2 separate regions of the Cricetulus griseus genome follow, and region 1 is linked to region 2. The links are chromatin contacts, called in public Hi-C maps. All regions are on one chromosome and are shown on one strand. Each heading gives the region's core, a stretch centred on a gene start, on an enhancer-like site or on the middle of the called end of the contact. The rest is flanking DNA. Distances are from core to core; before and after follow the strand shown.

Region 1 (5,633 bases), core at 2,864-5,363, 87 kb before region 2:
ATACCTGGAAAAGTAGTCATCCTGGACAGTTTCTATATGATCAATGCACTCCTTACAGCAATGCCTTTCTCATCATCATCATCTAATCCGATAGCCAATGAGATAGCTCAGCCTGAGTTTGGTCTCAGGAAGCCACACAGTAGAAAGAGATCATTGATGCCACAGAGTTGTCCTGTAGCTTCCATACTTGTACTATAAAATGTGTGTCTGTTAATTAATTAATTTAAAGCTTTTAATTGAAACCAAAGGTAAAGTCCGGGGGAGGGTTCAATTCTAGCACGACTCCCCTAGAAAAGGGAAAAAGAAAAAAGCTATATGGATGACAGTATCCAACAATCTAGAGGCTGGGGAGACAGCTCAGCAGGTAAAAGCACTTGCTGCGCAAGCATGAGGCCCTGAGTTCAAAACCCCAGACCTCATTAAAAATCCAGGCATGGTTACACATGCCAGTAACACTAGCATGAAGGCATGTAAACAGGCTGATGACAAGAGTGCAACGACTGGCCAGAAGAGCTGGAAATGCAAGCTTCCAGTTCAGAAAGAGACTCAAGGTAGTAAGGCTGAGAACAAAAGATACTCTTCTGTCCAGACTCATCTGCATACTCACATATATGCAACCATACACACCCTGCCACACCACCATAACAATACAGTCTATATTGCTAGACTCAAAGCCACAAACCTACTAATGCTGGGAAGCACAACACCTTCTATTTAAAAGTAGTATCACACTAGTGTTTTGTTTGGTTTTTCGAGACAGGGTTTCTCTGTGTAGACCTGTATGTCCTGGAACTCACTCTGGAGAACAGGCTGGCCTCGAATTCACAGAGATCCTCCTGCCTCTGCCTCCTGCGTGTGCCATTACCTGACCATAAGTGTTTTTGTTATATACTCGCCAGGCCATTTGTTCAATGCCCCTCTGATAGCCTAATTGGAGACACTAACAGCAAGTAAAGACTTTTCAGACCTGAAGAGATGAATTGCAAATGTCCATTAATTCCATTTCAACTTGTTTCCAAAGTCTTCTGTGGAATGAAGATGTTTTTGTTGTTGTTTTGTTGTGGGGTTTTTTTTGTTTGTTTGTTTTTGTTTTTCCAGACAGGATTTCTCTGTGTAGCTTTGTAGACCCGACTGGCCTTGAACTCATAGAGATCCACCTGCCTCTACCTCCCAAATGCTGGGATTAAAGGCAAGGGCCACCACTGCCCAGCCAGAATGAAGAGTTTTTATTAATGGTATGTTCCCTAATTAAACTAGACTAAACCCATCAAAGAAAGAAGAGAATCTCTAAATGTTCAATGGAAATTTCTGGCCTTCCTTGACAAAAAGCTTTTCAGTATCGTATCTCAACTAAGTCTTTATGTCTACATTTAGAGGCAAGGTCAGAAAGCATTTACCGTCTACTTAATTTACTTTAACCAATCATGTTCAACTCTCTGGTCCACCCCCAATTCCTAGAGCAAGGGATAATTCAATTGGCACCTGTTACCACCAGAGGGCAGCATTGAACAGGCATTTAAATATTTTGCTTTTTCAAAGACATTCCCATCTAACCAACTCAACAGAACTTGAAGCAAAGTAAAACTTCTTTGCTGTGATAAATATCAACAGGCATAAAAGGAAATGTCTATGTTATTTTAGGCATAACAATATCCTAACATTATAAGAGAAAAAAATAGAAGTGACTACCTAATTGCAAACAACTGGTATTGCAAATTACAACACACAAAACAAGGGCTACAGTGTGGCCACTACAGCCAGCATTAAGAAAGGCAGCTTCTGACAGGATGGTAAGCAGATGCAGCATGTTACAGTGCCAGGGGCACCATCATGCGTGGAAAGGGGAGCACACCGAGACAAAATAAGCCTGCTCGTAGAACACCAACGGTGAAGTAGTCCTACAGACTTCATGTACTCTCTCCTCCTTTACTCAACATCTGGATGACAATTTTCCAGAACATCTGCTTTCCCAACAGGTTAAACAGAATTATGGCAGAGGGCTGCATCTGCATCTGTGTTGCTTCACAACTCACACAGTATTTTCGCATCTACTTTCTCGTTTGGTAGGTTAAAGGATTGTTGTTTCATTCACCATCAAGTTTCCCACCAAGTAACTGACTAGGAGGTGGACAGATGAAGAAAACTGGACGCTAAAGAGTTGAGAGCCATTGAAAACTGAAAGGTCAACAGTGAAGAGAACTATAGCCGTGCAGACGTGGGAGGGGGGGGTCACTCGTGGTCCTTTTACATATGAAGGATGCTATGAAAGGCAAACAGGCACATGCACATTTAGGAGCACCTTTTCCAGCTTCTACTTCCAGCTCCCTGGGTGGGCCCAGACAAACCCTGCTTACGTTACCTTTTTTCACTTCACTTCATTTTAAATTTGTGTGTATATTACCCTAGCTAACTAACTTACCTTGGGAGTATCCTACTCAAATGAGTCCAGCTAACTTTTTTTTTTTTTTGCTTTGATCTATATATGTTGTGCCTTTATTCATATCCTCACAAAGGAGAAGATGATCACCCAAATAAAATAATAAAAACACTAAACTATGAAGGTCTGCATGTTCCACAAATCCCCACCACAAATCCTGGGAGGTTGGGAGGAAAAGGAAGAGACATGAAATCAAATCAAATTAAATCAAATCAAATAGGAAAGTACCCATAGGAACGTGGGGGGGGGTTGCAAACAGAGAAAAATAGCCTTTGTGAACACCGAACAGGATCAGCATAAGGTTTGCCCTTGGCTCTAAGCTAAAAAGCTCTAAGTTTCCTGGAGGATTTCCATATGGTCTATCATGGGCCACAAAGTCAGTATTTTAGGATACTGACCTTTTGGAATCTTTTCAAAAACTCCAAAGTTATTTACTACTAATAAGAACACTTCCTTGAGGAAATGATAGGCAAGTAGGGTGTCTTCTGGATCTAGCAACCCTGCTCAAAGCAGAGGCTGGGCCCTGGTCTCAGTGAGGACACTATCAAGGGCAGAGCTTATCTACAATAATCTGCTAGCTTATAGTGCCTACCTGCCAAAGAGCACTTTTCTTTGGGGACTCATCTTCATTTTGATCTTCCATAACTGAAGTGTTCTGAAGGGGGAAAAACAGGTTATTTGAATTATGCCAAGTTCTGCAAAACCTAAATGACAAGACATAAACTTTGAGATCTCAAACTAGAGTAGATGGATGCAAACTCAAGAACCCTGCTTTATGGCTAACATATGCCATTCTGGGTCAGGAAGCTATATTCAGCTTTCATAAACCAACAGTAAGCATACAGTCTTCACTCATGGAGGCTGGGCATGACTGGAAACCAGCTAACTTGTGTGGTGGGGTTGGAGTACACCAACAGCATTATTATTCTATGTCAGAAAACTCGGTGACTATTAAGTTCCTAGCGGTTGCACACAATGTCTCCTAGAACACTATTGTCGGGAATGCATCCCATCCACCAACAATTAAGAGTGACAAGGCCTTCCAGTGCCCCACCTCCTCTCTCCTCTCCCGCCATAGCTCTGTTTTGGGAAATGGCCTTGCCATCCTCCCCTCCCCCAACAAGCATGGAGGGGTGCCCCAATGTTCTCCCTCAACAGGAGGATGCCGTTAGTCACTAACAATCTGGCTTGTCTTTTTTTTTTTTTTTTTGCCATTTTTGTATTTGCTACACAAAGAAGCACTGTGTAACTATCCCCTCTGGTGACCCAGTGACTCAACAGATGCCCATTAACTGGAGATTATACATGATTGGGTTTTCCCTTTTGAAGCTCCTACCTAACAGCTAAATGGAGCCCTAATGAGAGGAGGAAGTGGGAGGGCTGTGCTCTAAAAAGAGTGAAAGCTCACCAGTAGCCAGGGGCTAGCTCTCTAAGGTTCCTTCCCAAACCTAGAACAATTAAGAGTGGAGCACAAAACAACTCCAGCATCGGTCCCGCAGTGTTTTCCAAGAGGTTCATTACAGATCTATAAAGTTGTCAACACTATGGGATCTGTTTACATCTTCTAGGGTAAGCTTCTTTCTCAAACCCTCCTCGTTTTTCCTCTATCTTTTAAGTCCTGAAATATTCAGGCCCCACCCAGAGTACTTCCCAAAAGACCAATGGGAAATCCCCCAACAGTCAACTGGAGTCACCACTGGACATGAGTCACTGCTGTCTACCTCAGTGGCACACAGTAAGGAGAGCCAAGCAAGAAGCTAGAATGTTGACTTGGTCACTCAGTCTGGGACCTTGGGAAAGGGAAGTCACTCATCAAACAGAGCCACGGGGTGTGATGAGACCAGGAGTGCTGTGCCTGGTGCTAAAATCTCTGGTCAGAGATGTTCTCTTTCCCTGCATTGAGGACTCTGCTTTCCCTAGGTTATCTTCATACTTGTTTACAACTTCAGTTACCTGGGCACAGTAGAATGGCTCTAGAGGGAAAATCTTTCTCAATAAAATCTAAAAGTCCCAGAATGTCAAAGCCAATGGTGGTTCGGGTGAAATGAGCTAGGGAGGGAAAGGGGCAGGTGTTCAAAACCAGTGGCAGCAGTGGACAATCCTGAAGCACAAGAGGGAGAAGCAAACAAATGCTATGCTTTAAGAAGGTCTCCCTATGTCACTACCTGGAACGGCTTAGAGAGTAACAAAACCAACAGTTTTCCTTAGATAAATAGAAAAAATGACAATGTGATTCAGTACCTCATCCCTGAGTGTGATGTTACACAGTGATCTGTCATATCAACAGCAGCCAAGAATGGCAAGGAGATGAGGGCTGTGCTGCACACCTTTAATCCCAGCACTCGGGAGACAGGGGGATCTCTCCTAATTCAAGGCCTGTGTTACATTTTAAGCTTAAACTTTCTGGAATTCAGTGTCTTGGTTACTGAGTACAGCAGTTACGAAGTGTAGTTCTGACCTATCTTTTTGAATTGGCACCCATGGGCCCATAGAGTGTGGCACTATTAGGAGGTGTGACCTTGGAGGAAGAAGTGTGTCCCGGGGGAAGATGGGTTTGGGTTTCAAAAGCTCAAGCCAGGCCTAGTGTCTCCTGCTGCCTGAGGATGTGGAACTCTCTCAGCTCCTTCTCCAAAATCATGTCTGCCTGTATGCCACCATGAATGATAATAATGAACTAAATCTCCAAACCTTAAGTCAGCCCCAATTAAATGTTCTCCTTTTTAAGAGTTGCTGTGGTTGGGGCTGGAGAGATGGCTCAGAGGTTAAGAGCATGGGCTGCTCTTCCAGAGGTCCTGAGTTCAATTCCCAGCAACCACATGATGGCTCACAACCATCGTTATGAGATCTGGTGCCCTCTTCTGGCATGCAGATATACATGGAAGCAGAATGTTGTATACATAATAAATAAATAAAATCTTAAAAAAAAAAGAGTTGCTGTGGTCATGGTGTCTCTTCACAGCAATAGAAATCCAACTAAGACACACCATGATGTTTTTCTTCACTCAAGGAAAAAGCAAAAACCATCAGGAGTCCTGCAGACTACACCAGTAACAGCCATCATTTCAGTGAGAAGTTTTCATTCATCTGTTTAAAATAGCATTATTTAAAATAGCTGAGAGGGAGACAGCTCTTGTGAAGAAATGTCAAGTATTATCTTCAGGCTGGAATACAGACACTAACCAATTACAAATCAGTG
Region 2 (5,389 bases), core at 1,964-4,463:
GTTGCCTATCTGTATACGTGTTAGAGATGATTTGCTTAGGGTTAGCTAACTTCTCACAGGGCTCGTTACTGGAGAAGACTGATTCTTCTCTCGGTAGCCATTTAATTACCTATAACTCTTCATCTAGAGTGAGGCCATTCCAGATTTCAACCAGGCCTTGTTTAAGTGATATTGTTCAGATTTCATGGGGGCAGTTTCCCTGTCCTATATGGGAGACACTATGCTTCGCAGACCAGTGTTTCCGATGTAATGCAAAAACCAGCCATGCAGAAGGCAAATGAATGAGTTGCTTTCTAGTCAAACTCATTTACAAATGGGTAGTCAGGCAGACCTAGCCCACAGGCAGCAGTGGGTCTATAGACACATTTTAAAATGCAGATAATATGTCTGCATTTTACAGTCTAAAAAGGCAAGTTGAGGAGGGAGAGCTGACTGCTTTGAAGCCCCACCCTATCCTCTCAGTGACCCCAGCAAATCAGGAAGTCTGCACTCACTTAAAAGGAAGTCATCTGTATTCTTCTAAAAATACTCCACAGCACAGGGAATGATATAAGAGGAGGACAGTGTCCAAGGCTGCCGAACAAAGTGCAAGGGCATAAAGGACCATTACCTCCAGGCCACCATGCCAGCAGCCACTCAGCAATCTGTGACAGAATCCTGCCCTGAGGCAGTCCCACAGGCAGAGTGCAGGGCCAGTTCACCAAGTACACACCTGCAATGCTCCTAGGAGCCCACGAGACCATCTGAGGTCAGAGGCAGCTGCTGGGAGAGACGCCTGCTCGTTTTCAGGATGTGCCCCAGAAACAGAAGCCCAGAGCTGGGCAGGAAGATGCATGCTCACTCCCTGACGCATAGCCAGTGGGAACACTGGGTACCTGTGGGTTTAGTGTCACAAGTCCCAGCAGTCCACAGCCTGCCTCCTGCTTAGGTACACAGTAGCTAAAAAACCCTGAGGACATCGGGCCAATGTGGCACAAGGTCACGGGTAACAAGGGCAGCTCTCTCCTCAGAGTTTAAGAATGCCTATGCCTTTGATATATGCTGTGGGTTAATGACTGTAAATGGCCCTACAATCTCTACTGTGACCACACTGAGGCCTGTGACGAAGACTAACTGTGTTACTTACATTTATACCTGACAAAAGCAATTAAAGGAAGAAAGGGTCTGTTTTGGCAAGATAGCAGGAGCATGAGGCACCTGGTCACATTGCATGTGAGGTGAGGATTCTGTCAAAACTTCAATGACCCAGCCCAGCCTGACTCCAGTCTCGTGAGACCCTGGAGATGCTCTGGAGAGACCCCCAGCTTTTGAACCCTATTACTATAGATTTTGATAAAGAGTGTGCTTACGCTGCTAAATACATGGCTGTTTGCTTTGATGCGGGGGATGGAACGCAGAATATCACATGTGTCATGCAGGTGCTCTCCCCCCAAGCTGCATACTAGCCCAAGCACACTGATTTATACATTAGGAAACCAATTCAGAAAGTAAACTAGCTGATGCTGGCCTTTGACCTCACAGAGCGACTTCCTGGGAGAAGCTCCCCACAAACTGGGCTGCCAGCATGATTGACAGGGTCCTCTGCCTTAGATGCATATGGACCAGGGCAGGTGGAGGCTGCTATCCCAGGGTGCGTAGGGCTTCCAGTGTTCAACACATCAGGTAGATGAGTCCTGTCTCTCAGGGACAGACCTATTTTAGGGATGCCATGAAGCAAGGGTCCAGAAATAGGAAGGCTTCAGATATCTTAGGCAGGCAGGTATCTGTGGAATGGCACCCACCAGCCCAATGCAGTACCTTCTTGCGCGGCCGCAGCTTGTCCCGCCACTCCTTCAGGCTTTGGTTATGGTTCTCATCTAGTGCCTTCAGTTTCTGGGTTTCATGTTCTACCAACAAGTGACACTTTTCATTCTGGAATAGGCAGAAAAGGGGTGAAAGTGAGGAGGCAGAAGCCTGGAGAACCAGACCCCCTGCACCCTTGAGGGCACTGAACCCTGGAGGGCACTGTAGTTAGCATGGACTTATTATTATGCCTTTGCCATTATCCACAACTCTGTATATGGTAACATACTTGCACCAAGCAATGCCTAGAAAACTATTCCAGAACAATAATAGTAATAGTTCTAAATGGGTAAATTACAGCAATTTTGCAGGGCATTGGTGGCACATGCCTATAATCCCTGCACTCAGGAGGCAGAGGCAGGAGGATCTCTGTGAGTTAGAGACCAGCCTGCTCTACAAGAGCTAGTTCCAGAATAGCCTCCAAAACCACAGGGAAACCCTGTCTCTAAAAAACAAAATAAACAAAACAAAACAAAAAAAAAAACAACAAAAAACAAACAAAAAAATAACAGCAATTTTGCAGCTTTCTACTGTGTGTAGTTTTTAAGATTGTGTGTGTGTGTGTGTGTGTGTGTGTGTGTGTGTGTGTGTGTTGCATGTGTGAGCATGCATGCCATGGTGTACATGTGGAGCCAAAGGACAACTGTGTGGAGTCCTCACTTTTCTTTGCATGGCTTCTGAGGATCAAACTTGCCTGTGCAGCAAGCACTTTAGTCACTGAGCCATCCTGCCTACCCTTCTGTGGACTCCTGACCTTGTGTAAGTTGTCTGGGTTTTTTAAAAAATGTTTTGAGCTAGTGAGATGGTTCAGTGGGCAAAGTACCATAAGTACCATAAGTCTGACAACCTGGATTAGATCCTCAAAACCCACTCTAGAAGGACGACAGAACTGGCTCCCAAAAGTTGTTCTCCGAACTGCCCATGTGTGTCAGGGCATGCATTTGCCCAAACTTACATGTATATATAACATATAATAAGTAAATAAATAAACTACAACCTGCAACTCCTGGTCCGAAGTATCCTCCTGTTGACACCTTTCAAGTGGCAGGACTAGGAGTGTGTACCACTGCATCTAGCTAAGTCTAAATCTGTACAGTGTACAATTATTTACCTACAGAAATTATATGTATAATTGTGCATTGTGTCTAGCTACATATCATATGACATATGTAACTAATATGTAATACCTCTTGCCTGTGTCATTTCCTCAGGAGAGATCTCCTATCCTAGCCTGAAGGGCCCTTGTGTTGGAATAAAGGCGTTGTCCTTCCTGAGATGGTCCTGGAACAGGACTGAGTTCCTGCCTGGCAGCCTCTGATGCTGGCCATTCTCAGGAATCTCCTGCCTCTCCACATATTTCCACATGGGCCCAATAGCCTGAGCAACTTCCTGAAATTCACAAGAGGCTGGAGTGGGGGCCTCATCTGTCAAGTACAACAATGCCTCACTCTGCCACAAGGGGGCCCCAAGTACCAGCTCGTGGCCTGGGCTTTTGGTATTTTGCTGCTGAAGTCTAGACAGCGGTGCTAGCTCTGTCATGTTCTGAGGGACAAACACCTCCTGCTTGTTGATATCCCTAACGCATGGGACCAAACTGGGAGCAGGGACACCCAAAGTCAGGATCCCCCACACAAGCAAAGGAACCGTGCCGCACGGTAGCTCAGGCCCTGGAATGCAAGGCACATTCAGCTCCATCACCCACTTCACAAAGCCACACACCAATCCCGCTAAATAGGAGTCATCCCCTCCACACTACAGCTATTTTAGAGGAAGTATGTCTAAGAGGGTCGTACAATTTATCCACGTGTAACATAGCCTGAGAGAAGCACAGCAGGCTGGAGTCAGCTCACCTGGGCCTGCCTGACTAGGATGCCACCCTGCTGTGGAGCCCTTGGCCTCTGAGCACTGATTGCCTTGGGGAAGCCGAGGCAAGGGGCCAAGTACCTGCAGCTGCTGCAGCTCGCTCATGTTGCTCTCGCACTGGGCCACCATGTCTCGCATCTGATTCTCATGTTTCTGCTGCTGCTGCAGCCTCTCCGCCTTCTGCCTCTTCTCCTCCTGCTGCGAGAACTGCAGAGAGAGGATGCCATTGTGGGGGCTCGCCTGCCTCAGGCTGAGCCACTGAGGCACATCCCAGGAACGGAGGAGCAATCCTCAGAGCCCAGCCCACTTCGTCTTGAGTGGAGACCCAGCCTCTGTCCCTATACCAGTAGGGACCTGACAAGGTGAAGTGACATGAAAGGAGGGTCTTGGATGGTGAGAACGTAGAACGCCATGTACGTAAAACCGGGACCATGAAAGGGACCAGTGCATGGCAAACCGTCAAACAAGGATCTGTCCACCAGGGAGGGTTCTCCTGGGCTATCAAAGCTTCCAGGTCATGACTGACTGACTCCGCACACCACCATCACCAGGACCTTATGCCATATCTAGTATTTGACATTCTCCCACGCTATAGGAGGTCCAGGCCTTACCAAGTTCCTCTGTGACCACTCCCCACAGCCTACCAGGCGTGGTCCCCACCTGCTTGATCTTCTCGCGCTGCTCGGAGGCACTGCCTGCGCCATTGATGTGCAGGCTCTTCTTGTACATGGCCATGCGTGTCTTGCCATCACTCCTCTGGATCTTGGGTAGCCGCGCCTTCTCCTGCTGCTGTCTGATCTTCAGCTGCTCCATCATACGCTGGTTGTAGCGCTGCATCTGTTCCCGTTCCTGGAGGGACAACCGGGCAGAGGTCAGGGGAACTCTAGGCATGGGGAGGTGGGGGGGGGAAGGGGTGCTTAGGAGCCAAAGACCTCATCAACCCAGGAGGCCAGGGTGTCAATACAGCACAGTTGTCTTCTTCTTCTTCTTCTTCTTCTTCTTCTTCTTCTTCTTCTTCTTCTTCTTCTTCTTCTTCTTCTTCTTCTTCTTCTTCTTCTTCATTTTATTTATTATGTATACAGTCTTCTGCCTGCATGCCAGCAGAGGGCACCAGATCTCATTCAAGGTGGTTGTGAGCCACCATGTGGTTGCTGGGAATTGAACTCAGGACCTCTGTAAGAACAGTCAGTGCTCTTAACCACTGAGCCATCTCTCCAGCCCCAAGTTCACTTCTACAGCTCAACATTATCTGTTCTTTAAAATTCTTTCGTTTTACATTTACTTGTTTTATTGGGAGGGAGAGGGTTAAGCATGAGCATGACACTCAGAAGACAGGTTTCTTTTTTCTATTATGAGGGTTCTGGGAATTGAACTCAGGTCATCAGGCTTGGTGGCAAGCTCCCTTATCCACAGAGTCATTTCACTGGCCTTGCGTTTTCTTTGCACATTACAGTGTCTCCAACTTCTGATCGTTTGACTCACAGCTTTCTGACTTTGCAGTGGTGTGAAAACAATGTGACTCAGCTGAGCCCGTAATTCGAATTTGAAACAAAATTCCTGGGTGAACAAAATCTAGTCCAATATTCTGGATATTGGACAATGGCAGTGAGCTACAGCTCTGGTTGGCCACATGCTCCTGAGGGGAAATACCCTATACTGGGCTGCCTCAGAGCTGTGCAACTAA

What was found. A called contact is a pair of places that touch in the nucleus more often than the background predicts.
Region 1: a contact with region 2 is called in a Hi-C map of liver, with 2.7 times the contacts expected there. The contact joins two enhancer-like sites. A contact is called at or near these places in 3 of 8 Hi-C or Micro-C datasets (the CHK-Q cell line, the CHL-YN cell line and liver).

Annotation. Positions count from the first base shown.
Region 1 is chr7:47,892,546-47,898,178 of CriGri-PICRH-1.0, reverse strand. It overlaps Fbxw11 (F-box/WD repeat-containing protein 11), which reads right to left. Exons shown (of 13, transcript XM_027425196.2): 2 at 3,030-3,092. Among named protein-coding and RNA genes, the nearest start is that of Fbxw11, 65 kb to the right of the region's middle. Within about 2 kb of position 4,113, at least 3 of the 6 cell types and tissues checked have open chromatin away from gene starts, as enhancers often do.
Region 2 is chr7:47,804,810-47,810,198 of CriGri-PICRH-1.0, reverse strand. It overlaps Stk10 (serine/threonine-protein kinase 10), which reads right to left. Exons shown (of 19, transcript XM_027425195.2): 16 at 4,366-4,554; 17 at 3,787-3,912; 18 at 1,798-1,911. Among named protein-coding and RNA genes, the nearest start is that of Fbxw11, 23 kb to the left of the region's middle. Within about 2 kb of position 3,213, at least 1 of the 6 cell types and tissues checked has open chromatin away from gene starts, as enhancers often do.